Linked DNA regions of Zea mays: all the other regions are linked to region 2. The links are chromatin contacts, called in public Hi-C maps. All regions are on one chromosome and are shown on one strand. The core of a region is the stretch at or near the end of the contact, and the rest is flanking DNA. Distances in the headings are between cores, read along the strand shown.

The links. A called contact is a pair of places that touch in the nucleus more often than the background predicts.
Region 1: a Hi-C map of tassel shows a contact between it and region 2, with 3 times the contacts expected there. The contact joins the promoter of LOC100278812 here to the promoter of LOC103626411 in region 2. A contact is called at or near these places in 3 of 25 Hi-C or Micro-C datasets (ear, endosperm and tassel).
Region 3: a contact with region 2 is called in a Hi-C map of tassel, with 2.4 times the contacts expected there. The contact joins the promoter of LOC100191226 here to the promoter of LOC103626411 in region 2. A contact is called at or near these places in 2 of 25 Hi-C or Micro-C datasets (ear and tassel).

Annotation. Positions count from the first base shown.
Region 1 is chr5:59,953,203-59,957,419 of Zm-B73-REFERENCE-NAM-5.0, reverse strand. LOC100278812 reads left to right here and starts at 1,258. Exons shown (of 3, transcript NM_001151966.2): 1 at 1,258-1,412; 2 at 1,484-1,634; 3 at 3,705-4,050. The coding sequence starts at 1,313. The coding sequence ends at 3,732. It overlaps LOC118472015 (a long non-coding RNA gene), which reads right to left and starts at 1,001. Exons shown (of 3, transcript XR_004849429.1): 1 at 1-1,001.
Region 2 is chr5:59,059,262-59,063,297 of Zm-B73-REFERENCE-NAM-5.0, reverse strand. LOC103626411 (putative disease resistance protein RGA3) reads right to left here and starts at 2,066. Exons shown (of 8, transcript XM_008646817.4): 1 at 1,610-2,066; 2 at 720-862; 3 at 79-541. The coding sequence starts at 384. It overlaps LOC103626410 (anaphase-promoting complex subunit 2), which reads right to left. Exons shown (of 16, transcript XM_008646815.3): 14 at 3,966-4,036; 15 at 3,809-3,877; 16 at 3,319-3,701. The coding sequence ends at 3,579.
Region 3 is chr5:59,863,247-59,867,579 of Zm-B73-REFERENCE-NAM-5.0, reverse strand. LOC100191226 (putative protein kinase superfamily protein) reads left to right here and starts at 2,727. Exons shown (of 1, transcript NM_001152528.1): 1 at 2,727-4,333. The coding sequence starts at 3,602. The coding sequence ends at 4,201. It overlaps sbp25 (SBP-transcription factor 25), which reads left to right. Exons shown (of 5, transcript NM_001365656.1): 5 at 137-641. The coding sequence ends at 444.

The DNA.
Region 1 (4,217 bases), core at 9-2,508, 890 kb before region 2:
CAAATCTTATACCTCACTAAAACTTCAGGTGCCCTTTCATCTCTACGTAACTGGACAATGACCCTAATTAGTAATAAGGAAAAACAGATATAGCCATCAATAACAAAGTCATCATAGTTGTTTTGTTACATGAGTGCCATTTGAAAGAGAATGGCTTGAGAAACCAACTGCAACTGAATACATGTGTTTTTCTTGTTCAGTCAGTTACTACCGCATGCTCACAATCTGTAACACAAGCCAGATCCAGGAATCGGTAGCCATATTCCAGACCCAAATCTAAGTGCATTCCAGCTACTCCCTAGCGAACAAGGACGATACCATCTCACCTATAGAGGAGAGCGGCATGGCGCGTGCTGCATAGGAGGCGGGCGTCTTGGGGGCCCGACAGTGACAACGATAGCCATGCGCAAAGAAGGGGCTAGGGTTTGGAGGCGGTGCCACTCGACGGTGGGGCTCTCTCTCTCTCTCTCTCGATGGCAGTAATTGAGATAGATGGGGTCGATTTGATTTGACCTAGGGACAGAGATGGAGGGCAGGACCCAGATTCAACGCGAAGGGAAGAGGAGTGCACATACCGGGTTGGTGCTCATCGCTGGTGAAGGAACTGGCGAAGGTAGATCTGGGCACATGTCGTAGAGAGGAGGCGGCGGGGCTCGCCGAGTTGTGCCACGAGAATGAGCGTGCGTGCAAACGGAGAACCAGAGAAGAGAAGGCAAGGCAACAAACAGAGCTTGGTTCTCCACTTCCCCACCAACGTCTTCCTCGTTGTCCAGCCTTGTCTCCGATAGGCACGCTGTCACACGACTTCCTCACAATGTAGCAGGCGCCTTGACCCCCTCGCATGCGAGCTTGGCCTCCTCCGCCAGGTTGACGATGGTGGTGATGCCCGCACCGCCGAGGAGGTTGATGGCGGCGGCGAGCGTTCGTGCGCGCGTGACGGGTGAGGAAGGTATCAGGGAGAGAGGAAAGGCGAGATAGAGATTGGCTGGAAACTTTGTGTCTGTAGTTTAGCGAAACCTTGCATCCGCAGTAGGTAAATTTTCGCGTCCGCAAGCAAGGGCACGCGTCGAGAGGAGCGGCGCCAAGAACCCACGAAACGCGGGGAGAGCTCAAAAGGGGGTCAGGTTTTAATAGAAGAGATGCAAGATGTACTAGCTACCGTTGGATCACGATCTAGCCTACACTACAGCCTACAATGGTCGTTGCCTTCCATCCGACCTTACCGGCCTACCCTTCCTCTTCCAATTTGCTACTGATCTCCCCTGTTATCGTCGGATTTCTCGTGACGGTGAGTCCGTGACACGCCGGCGCCATGGCGAGCAGGTGCCTAGCGGCTGCATCGGAGGCCGCCGTCGTCTTCCTCATCCGGCCCATCCTCGCCATCGTTTTCGTCTTCACCCTCATCCTCCTCGGTACGCCACCCGCTTCCTTCTCCATCGGTTGCCTAGTTTCGCAGGTTCCCTGATCCGCTTCGTCTCCTTAGGCTGGTACGTGGCGTGGACGACGGTGCTGGTGCACGTGCCGCTGGTGCAGGAGATCGCCGGCCTGCGCCCGAAGAAGCCCTCTAAACCCAAGCCAGCCAACCGCGGCCGCGTCGCCAAGTTCTACCGGAACCAGGCCGAGGCCGCACAAAGGTGAAATCTTTACTCCGCACGACCACACAACCCTCTTCCCTCCTTTCGTTGCTCTCCTGGATGTTTAAGTGCTGATTTATGTGGAAACAAAAGCTGCTCAGCTTTTGTTCAATCCGATCCAGATTGAATGCTAAGCGTCGTATTCCTGAACCAAACCTGGAATGGAGCTTTTGTTCCATTCGATGCAGTACCGTTGTAATCTTGTAGATTAGGATTCTGTCTGCAACTTCGCATACTGCATGCCCACCCACTATCTAACCTGGTTAGGCGTATGTTGATGCTGCAGCTCTTCATGTCGTCATGGTTGCAATTATGGTTAATTGAAACGGGGAAAGTTGTTTAAGCTGTCTATTTCAGTATTTCAAACTTGATTCAACATCATTTGCAGTTTGGTACAATGCCTAAAGGACCTGGAGGCATCATTAACTGCATTTTTATGTTCTTCATGTTTACCCTCTGGGTCTGGGATGCCTATCTCAAATTCCTATCATTTCTTGTCATGCCTACTGTTGGTGCTAAAGTAAAACTGTTTGATGCAATTCAAAGAAAAGCCTAGACATTTTCAAACTTCAGTGTTCAATCCATACAAATTGATATATTGGTACTTGATTGGAAACCACTCCATTTTTTTACTGGAACTATAACTATGTCCATGTTTGTTCCTTAAAAAATGAGTTTTTTTTTGTACATCTTGTATTGTGAATACCTGCAGTTATATTGTCTCAGAAACTGTATTTTGCTATTGAATTACTTAGGCATAGCTGGGAACTGGATACTTGGATAGGGATGGAAGAAAAATAAAGCCAATATCATTAGCAGGATCAATCTGGTTTATCTAGTAAAAACGGGCTGTGATCGAAATAGTTTATGTATCCTTTCTTATTTAAACCACTATCATGGGTATGTATTCCGGAAAAATGGCTATCTGAAAAGTCTTATATTTTGATTTACCTTGCTGTCTCTTTGCACCCTGAAGTTTTCTTATTTTATCTTGACCTGCAATGCCAGCACTAATATTACAAGAAAGTAAGTACCACTCTTTGGTTCATCATACATTTTCAATCTGGTTCGAAGCAGCCTCTGCGTATTTATAGGGGAAGGCTTTCTCAGTTTATACCTTTTCTGTACCTTACTCATGTGGGAGTATCCAGCACCGGGTGTACCCCTTAATGTCCTTCGTTCCTTTCTGTGGTCGGCAATATACTTGGATAGGGATGGTACCGTATCAATTGCTTGTAGTTGTAGGTTATGATAGCTGTTTAAGTTTGCTGCGGCTCCATTTGCTACCTGCTACATCATATAACAGTTGTTATGGTCCTAGATCGGTGAGAGACTTGAGAGGGGTATCGATGGCAGGAACACCGGCCGGGGGCCTCTGCCCACGGTCGAGCAAGAGAAGGGTTTCTCTCTTCTAATTCTTGTCTGTTTTATTTCTCATCCATTAATTACATAAATAGGCCGGCTGACCGCCCCTATCTAGCTAGAGATTCTTATCTTCTTAAAACTCTTCTAAAAACTCTCAACAAACTACTGATAACCTTTCTAGATAATCTTAACTAATCTCCTAAATAATCTTAACTAATCTTCTAATCTTATCTCTAACTATCCTTATCTAATCCCCTTTGGAGGGCCCATGGCTACTGCTGCCGCAGCCCCTCCGTGGGCTCCTTAGGCCCTGACACTAGGCCCTGACAACAGTGGTCAGTGGTTTGATGCTTTCTAGAAGACTAGAACCTTTTGATTACTCACAGAGCTGAGCTTGTTGTTTAATCCATCCTATAACTTTACGGTATACCATGCTTACTAGCAAATTTTATCATGAGTTCTGTAATGTATTTTGGGTGCTCGAAAACCATTTGCTGTTTAGACTTTTAGAGTGTCCGCTTCCGTTTTCAGATATTACGCCAATGTTTCAATCATAGTGTGCTTACTGCAAAAGTTGCAGTGTGCCACTGTGTGTGCAACTACAATTTGTTTTAGCTTCAGGCAGATAGTGACCGTACTCTTTCACTTGTACACATGTCCACAAGTGACAAAGTCACTAACCTGATTTTTGTTATCTGTTAACAGGAACTGCAAATCAGAAGGGGCACCTTAAGAGAAAATCTGCTGCACACTAGTATGCAAATTCCCTGGTAGTTCTAATTAGAATGCAATACTACTAATGATGACGGTTTTCTAGGAGAGAATGTATATCTGCATTTGATGGGAGCTTCCTGCATGACGACTTCTCTAGGAGAGAATGTGTATCAGCATTTGACGGGAGCTTCCTGCATGACGACACATCAGGCTTATGATACTAGCGTATCAACTTTTAGTTGCATGACCTTGTAAAATGAGGACCTTTTAATTGTAGATTGTACATATACTTGTACATGACTTTTAGTTGCAACGACAACGATCATCTATTCAATCAGCCAATAATTCCGTAACTGATTCCCTCTGGGAAGAACGAAGATCTGGACTCACCTGGCAAGAGGGAAGCCGATCATTCTTCAAATTCAACTATATGGGGTGCAAAATGCTAGCGTGGTTGAACACTATGATTGAGGTAAGGAAATACTGAGAAAGCCAATGCATTTA
Region 2 (4,036 bases), core at 817-3,316:
GCCCATTCGTTCTTATGTATAACAAAAATGTACTTCAATACAGAAAAAATTAAATCAGAAATAGAAAAAGGTGGTCACCTTCTTAAACGAACCATAGCCAATGTCATTATTTGATTCCATTTCCTCTAAAATGTCATGAATGTCATAAGCAGCAAACTTAAGCCTCTTGAGCCAGAGGCGCACACGTTCCTCTCGTGAAGACCGCTTCTCAGCGTCATTCAATACAGCTTGGAGAGTCAACAGAGTGCTCCTGATCGACTCAAGATCATCCTTGAACTTCCACAGCATGTTGACCTCAGGCCCAATAACCGCACCAAGCTTCCCCATGACCACCTTCAGGACAGCCGATGCAAGCATCTCACCGACAACTGTGCCCATGGTCATGGAGCGGCTTTAGCTGTTGTGAATCGTAATGGAGTGAAGTAATGTAAATATTGATTTTGCGATTCAATGTATGTGTCGAACTCCTGAAGTCTTTTGGCTGAGTGCCAGTGCATTTCATGGAAGGTGGGAGTCAAGTCAAGCTGTCTTGGTCAGCCACCTTTAATAACAATGCAAAAAAAAGTTAGGTAGACTGCTTTCCTTTCCATTATTTCACATCTTTTCCTTTTTTGTTCTTTTGGAGGAAACCTCAACCTCAAAATTCCATTAATCCTAAAGCTTTCTCTAACCATCAAATGAAATATTTTCAAAATAGCAACTGTGAATGAAGGACAGACCTGACGCAATGGTGACAGGCCTTTCCATTAAGCCAAAGGTCCTGAGTTCGATGAAGCCTCTATGTAGAATGTACCACGGAATTAAGTCTTGGCTCGGTTACTACCCCACTCATATGGGAGCCGGCAGCACTGGGCCTGTCGAACTGTGAATGAAAATCGTTTAAACAGTGATTTAGCATGAATATCTGCAATTCCCAACCATCTTATCCACTGCAATGAATTGCAGTGCATACAACCCAAATTACAAATAAAAAAACAAATTTCTGATTAACTGATCACTCATTACACTGGTGCTTAATTTCGTGTGCATAATGCAGTTTCCCAGTTATTAGTTCATGCTGGTTACCTTTAGCGTCTTTTCCCAGAAGACGCGGGGGCAAGAGCCAAAGATTCCGAGTCTCTGAGTCAGGTCAAGCTTTGTTATCCACCCACAGATTGTTCCTTACTTATCACTGAAGCAAAAGGACAAAGGTCCCTAGTAGCTAGCAGGAAAGAGGTGTAAGAAAGTATAGGAGAGAAGAACGACAGAGCATAGTGGAAGACAGATGTGGACTCCTGTGACTCCTGTCTCGTGCCTAGGCATCTAGGAAAGATGACGAGACGGAAATTTCGCTGGACTGTTACAGCTGAGTGGAGTCAAAGCTAATCGCCAACCGCGTGGAAACAGTCGAAAATGCCTCTGCGATGAGCACGTCAGTGAAATCAAGCAGATCGAAGTCTGCGAGCTACAAACAAAAACGCAGCATCCGGCCTGGCGGCCCCGTTGCATGCTTCCCTCCAGGAGAATCACTGGTTTGCTCGGTTTCCCGTCACTTGCATTTTGTTCGATCCCTCTATTGTTACACGGAAGAGATGAACGCGGAGTGGGATAAACCTGAGCAGGAACGGACCTCGTCGACGAATGCGGGGCGGCGCGGCGCCAGCGAAGCTTCTCCTCGACTAGGCAGTCCCATCCCTACCGATGGATGTTTGGACTGGACTTGGGGCGCGCGCGCGCACACACACAGAGTCATCGGTATCCCAACCCTCGACCACGGGAGCGTCCCTCGCTCTTCCCGGCCATGGTGCAGCCGGCGAGAGGATTCGTCGCGGCGCCAGTTTCGTTGGGCCCCGAGTGGCGCGTGCGTGGGCCTGCAGCCCGCAAAATGTACTGGAAAGTGGGCTAAACAACGGTTTCCCATATCTGGATTAAGATTCCAGGATGCGCGTTACAGTAGTTTTCTATAAAGACAACATAGTGTAAAAATAATTAAGGTGTTAATACAGTAACATTGAATCTTGTTCATCAAATTCAGCATCTATGACTTAGTGCAATATCATCTCCTCCTAAACTATTTTCTAAAGAACTAAGTCTTCGTATGATAGGATGTGCGTGGGATTTAACTCAATCGTAGATAGTGAATCTGATGGACAAGACTTGGTGTTAGTATATTAGTGTGCTAATAGTTTTTACACTAAATATGCTGTTTTTTTAATTCAAATCTATTTTTCTAATGATAAGGAAAGGAAGTGTTATTTGGTGTGGACCTTCACTCTCTGTTTTATAAAGATGTTTTATAAAGATACGATTCTCATTTCACATCTTTATAATAAATTAGTTGCATAGCAGATCACAAAGTGTATTATTAGGTTATCTCTAGTAGCTTAACCATCATCATCCATATATTTAAACTTTACTATGTAAACAGTATAATCTACAGTGCAAACCAGTTTTTTATGATCATATGAGTAAACTGTTGTAGACTGTCTTATATTTTATGATGTCAACTAGTTCTCATACAGTTAAAAATAATATCATTAATCACCCTATCATTCTTTATCATGGTCCAAATCACTACCTTAGCATTTTTATTATTATTGAAACTATCCACATCGTCACATAACTATTCACGTATTGGATAGGGGTGTAACAATAGCAATAATAACTTGCGATAGTGAATGCTAAGTGCTACAAGGTTGATTCCAACCATTCCTACTCTCATTTCCCTCTATTCATACTTTCTATTTATTTTTAAATACATCCCCTCTTTTATTACTCTCCCTATTTATCTTATCCAATCATTTCCACTATTTGGCTTCCCTTTATGTTTTAACTAAGCTATTTAACTCATATACAATAAATTTTTGGAGTTAAAAAATGTACGATATTCGTATTTGTGCTATTGCAATACGCATTGTTTTCTGGTTAAGAAGTTTAGAATAGATTAATTTCGTAAATAATCACAGTCATTAACAAATGAGAGATTACATCTCCTACATCCGATGAGATTTTTCTCTCACCTAATATTCCATGGAAAGGGACTTAGGGAGATGACGTCGTTGGACGGCTCATCCCCGTTCGTACACGTGGAAGAGGGGAGAGGGAGTCGTAGCCTGACGTCAGCATCTGCCTCTAGCAAATTGTGTATATAGATCTTGTTTGGGACAATTTTAGCTCAAAAAAATTGATAGAGTTGGTATAACAAATCAGATGCTTCAGAAAATCGTGAATCTAGAGTTATAAGACTTTAAAAAACATTTAGTTAAATTATTTTATTTATTATTTAGATTATAAATACTTTAAAACTATTTAAATAAACTGACATAAACTACAGCTCCATACTGGATCTAGAACCTAGAGCCATCTCAAATACCTCCATAGTAACACCTTCATAGTCATTGTTTACATAATGAAGTTTAAAATAAAGGAGGATGTGAGATAGGATATGTAAGCTGCCTCTGAACCCGATAACATAGCTTTGATAATGAAGTGTGTTATATCTGATTACCTGACATCTCTAGTCTAAACAACTCATTAGCAAATAGTACAAGTGTACAACCCTAGTCTAACAACCCACTATCCTAGTATAGAAACGGCTGCTACCTCTTTAGCAAGTACAGCCCATCCCTCGTTTCTAGCTTTTCATCTGCTACTAGACCAGAAAGAAAACTTTGCAGCTGCTGCAGCGACTTGTCATACGATGGCTCGGCAATACAAAACATCTGCAAAATGAGAAAAAAAAATGAAAAGAGATCAAAATGTGAAACATAAAAAAAAACCAGTATATCAGATAAGGGGAATGCCGACCAACCATCTTTTGTGCCATTACCTTTAGAGTGTTATGTATCCTGTCCAGCGACATACTCCCAAAATTTGTTAGCATTCCGACGATGTATTTCTGCGGTGCGTACAGCGTCCCAATGTTTGAAAGGTGAGCACAAACAAAATGTAAACGTATTTATTCAGTATTTCATTTTGAGCCATACCTCGTAGACTGTCATTTCTTTCTTAAGCTGTTCCTCCACTGAAGCCACAGAGCTTTCACCTTCCTCCTCAG
Region 3 (4,333 bases), core at 1,478-3,977, 800 kb before region 2:
TAAAAGAGAAACTGCACAGATGGTCTCTCGCATTGTTGTATTACTCGAATGATTATTCTCCTGTAAGCACTGCATTTTAGATGATTTCCGATGTGGAAGCCACCTGACGCGCATTTTACACCCGTGACAATTTCAGGCGTGGAGGCTTGGGCGGCCGCTTCCAGCTCGAACAACGGAGGCCCAGAAGGTGGGCGTGCTCTCTCTCTTCTGTCAGACGGCTCGTGGGGCTCGAGTTCAGCCGTCATCCAGCAGCCCACATCTCACGCGGACGCCGGTGCATTGCTGCCGCCCCTCGCCACCGTTGCCGTCTCCAACGCCGCCGCCGCCGCCGGGCATCCTCTGGACCCGTCCCCGGGAAGGTTCTGGCCGCAAGACGATCATCCCCCGCTCGTCGACGGACCCGCCACGCAGATTCCGGAGCTGGCGCACCTCCGGATATGGTGAAAGGAAACGCATGTGATGCGGTGACTGGTGACATGCCAGTTCGAGGGCCTGGCTGGGAACACATCTGGTTGGTTAGCCTGCCGCTCTGGCTTGAATTTGCCGGCGACGACAGTCTTTGTTTGTATCTTTTGATCAGAACGGACACAGACATGTTTGCACAATATAATGTGACGAGTCCCTCTTTGGGGTTGAGGAGTGAGGAGATGGAGAACGATAGGAGGCAAAAATATATATATATATATATATATATATATATATATATATATATATATATATATATATATATATATATATATATATATATATATATATATATTTGTTTCGCGCGTTTTCCCGGCAGTATTTAAAATATTTAGGATCAGCTGTGTGCTTCTGCCGAATCACGTTTCAGCGTTGTCGTTATTAGAGCAACTTCAATAGGAGCTCTAAACATATAAACAAATTGAAATATAGGGTCTAAACATTAAAAAGACAGCTTCAACAGGAGCCTTATTTTAATAAAATTCATCTAAACATTTTCGTGTTGGAAGGAAGCCGCCCCTCTCTATCCTCCCGTCAGTCCCCTCTCCATCTTCCTGCTTCAGCACTTGTGATGAAAGAACAAGCTGTTTCTGTGACAATGACAGATAATAATTGTCATGCCATCCACTTATTTGCATGAGAAAATCTCTTCAATGTCATCCAAACTTATATGAATATCTTCAATGCCATCAGAATTTATAGATTCCCTTCAATATCATCAAATTTAAATTTTAATCCCTTTAATGACATTACCGTTAGTTTGGAGCTAACGCCGTTAGTTCAATTTAAAGTCAATCTCTCCAGTGCCACTAAAATCTATACTGGTCCATTCAATACCACTAGAAATTGGTTCGATCTATTTGTGGTTTAAAAAATCCAGAATTAAGAAATATGGATCAAATTTTTAAAATTCCACGATTTTTAAAAACTTCAGTCCATACATATGCTTCGGCAACAGAAAGTAGAATGTTCAGATCATGGACAGACCAAGCTAACTTGAGAGTAGAAAATCATTTCATCCATTTGCATATACTTCAGCAGCAGAAAGTGAGGCAACACAAACTGATGTCTGTACTAAGTTTGGATTGATCCTTTCTTTGTCACGGTCTCTGAATCTCCGATCGAGCTGTTTTTGTGGCGGCGCTAGAGCAACAAGATTAGAAAATGCCGGCCATTGGGCGACTGGGGTGGGGGAACGACAAGCACAATGGATGGCGGCAAATGTAAAATAATAGAAAAGGCCCGGCGGTAGTTGCAACGAAATGAAGGTTTAAGGCTAAACATGGTTGGGAACGGGCCTTTAATTTGGACCCTAAACAAGTTGACTGCGTAGCTAATTTGAAATATAGGGGCGTAATTATAAGGCTAATGGTTGGAGTTGCTCTTACGCCCCGTTTGGATCACTGGAATTGAATTCCATTCTAATAATAGTAATTTAGGCATATATTAATTAAGCTAATTTGGTTTTATGCAAAATATATTTGTATACTATTATTAGCAAGATGTCGGAGATATTTATGTGCTACATTTTTACTATAGGTGAGTGAAACGAAGAATGTCATGTAAGTTATAGATTAGAAACCAATTCTAGTAATGCATAAAATCATTTCCCACCCTCCACCCCATGAATTTGAGATAGGCTTATATCTGAACTCTAGAAAGTGGTGGAATGTCAAATTCCAAACTAAATAAGTTACTTTATTGAGTGAATTCCAATTTCTCTAAAATGAAGGGATCCAAACGCCCCGTTAGAGAAATTTATTCAAGTGAAATTCATGGCTGGTAATGTGGTTTCTTGTGTCGACGGCACCAGGGGATAATAGTCCGGATAGACCTTCGACTACCTTGGAATTTGTACTAAAAACAATCTACTTCTCAGGTTGAAGTCCAAATAATCAGATCTATACAATTTATAACTTAATCTGATGAATCAAAATATCAAATGCATTGTGAGATATTTTGATTATTTTTTTGTTTAGGTGCCGAATTATGGAAATTCTGGAATTATATATTGTACATCCATTCTCGAATATTTATCGTCCGCTAGTTTATTTTTAAACTAAATAACGATAAATAAAAAAACGAAGAGAATATTACATGTCTAATTTTTTTTAATCCTCAGCTATCCAAATCCTGGGTCCGCGCTACTGAACGACACTACGATGCGTGCACGATGGTGGTTGGTACCTGGCCCAAGATTTCGTTTGGCTCTCATGTCTGTTTAGCTGTTGCATGCCAAATTAAGGCAAAGCAGGCAAAGGCGCGAGGCGGCGGGCTGGCCACCCAAAAGCTCGGGGCGCCCATGCTCCGACCATTGCTCCCGCCGCTAGCTCGTCTCCGGCCCCTGCCTATTCATTCGTCTCTCCCAGCAGCTCACCGTCGTGCCTCCTCCATCGGCATCCACCCGGCCGAGAGCACAACGTGTACCGTCTCTCCCCAGCGTGCGCGCGCGCGTGGTCGGAGGCTGCCGTCGCTCGCGTCGGCCGCCCCCGCCGGCCAGCGAGAGCGAGGGACAACGACCGACCGACCGACCAGCTCGAGGTGAATGAACAGCCGCATACCGTTCCTCCAGAAAATGCACCGCTGGATCATCCCTAGCTGCGGCGACACCCGCCAGCCGCGCCCTTCCTCCCGCCATCGAGGTATGCACCATGACCTCAAGGAGCTGGCGTCTGTAAAATGCTCGACGTATGTGATCTGTGCGTTCCCGATCGCGCGCGGCGCACGCGTGCAGATGCGTTCCCGAGGCCGGCGTCGGCGTCGGCGTCGGCGTCGGCGGCCCCGTCCCCTCAGAAGCTGAGGAAGGTGGGGTCGGAGGGGACGCTGGTGCTGTCCGTGCCCAAGGACGTAGAGGAGATCCGGACCATGTCGGCGTACGGCCGCCTCAAGCTCTTCACCTACCACGAGCTCAGGAAGGCCACCGGCAACTTCAACCCGGGGCAGATCGTCGGCGAGGGCGGCTTCGGCGTCGTGTACAGAGGGGTCATCGACGGCTCCGTGCGGAAGGGCTACCCGTCCACCGCGGTCGCCGTCAAGGTGCTCAACCCGCAGGGACTCCAGGGTGACAGGGAGTGGCTGGTATGGTCAGGGCTCTGGCACCGATCCATCCATCTCTGCGCGCGTGCAAGCGTCATGCATGTGTTCCGGCCATCCATCTCCAATCTCACCCCCGACCCGACGACGTGACGTCCATGGACGTGCTTGTGCGTGCGTGCAGACGGAGGTGAGCTACCTCGGACAGTACAGCCACCCGAACCTGGTGGAGCTCATCGGCTACTGCTGCGAGGACGACCACCGGCTGCTGGTGTACGAGTTCATGGCCAAGGGCAGCCTGGAGCACCACCTGTTCCGCCGCTCCTGCAGACTCTCGTGGACGACGCGGGTGGCCATCGCGCTCGACGTCGCCAGGGGCCTCGCCTTCCTCCACGGGCCCGACCGCCCCATCATCTACCGGGACTTCAAGAGCTCCAACATCTTGCTCGACGCGGTTTGTTCGTTTTTATTGCATGCGTTGGCGTACGATCGATCGTCAGTTCACATTCACCCCGGCCTGCCGGTGCCGGTGACCACCAATTATAAAGCACCAGACTCACCACCGTGCCTCTCTCGATCTGCCAGAAATTCAACGCCAAGCTGTCGGACTTCGGGCTCGCCAAGGAAGGGCCGATGGGCGGTGAGACGCACGTGTCCACCAGGGTCATGGGCACCTACGGCTACGCCGCGCCGGAGTACATAGCCACCGGTAGGTATCTCCGATCCTCCACCACCTCCTTCTTCTTCCCAGACGTAGATGAGATCACTGCCTGCCGGCGTCCGGCGCTCGCTGCTGCAACGATAGTATGCAATGCAGGGCACCTGACGGTGATGA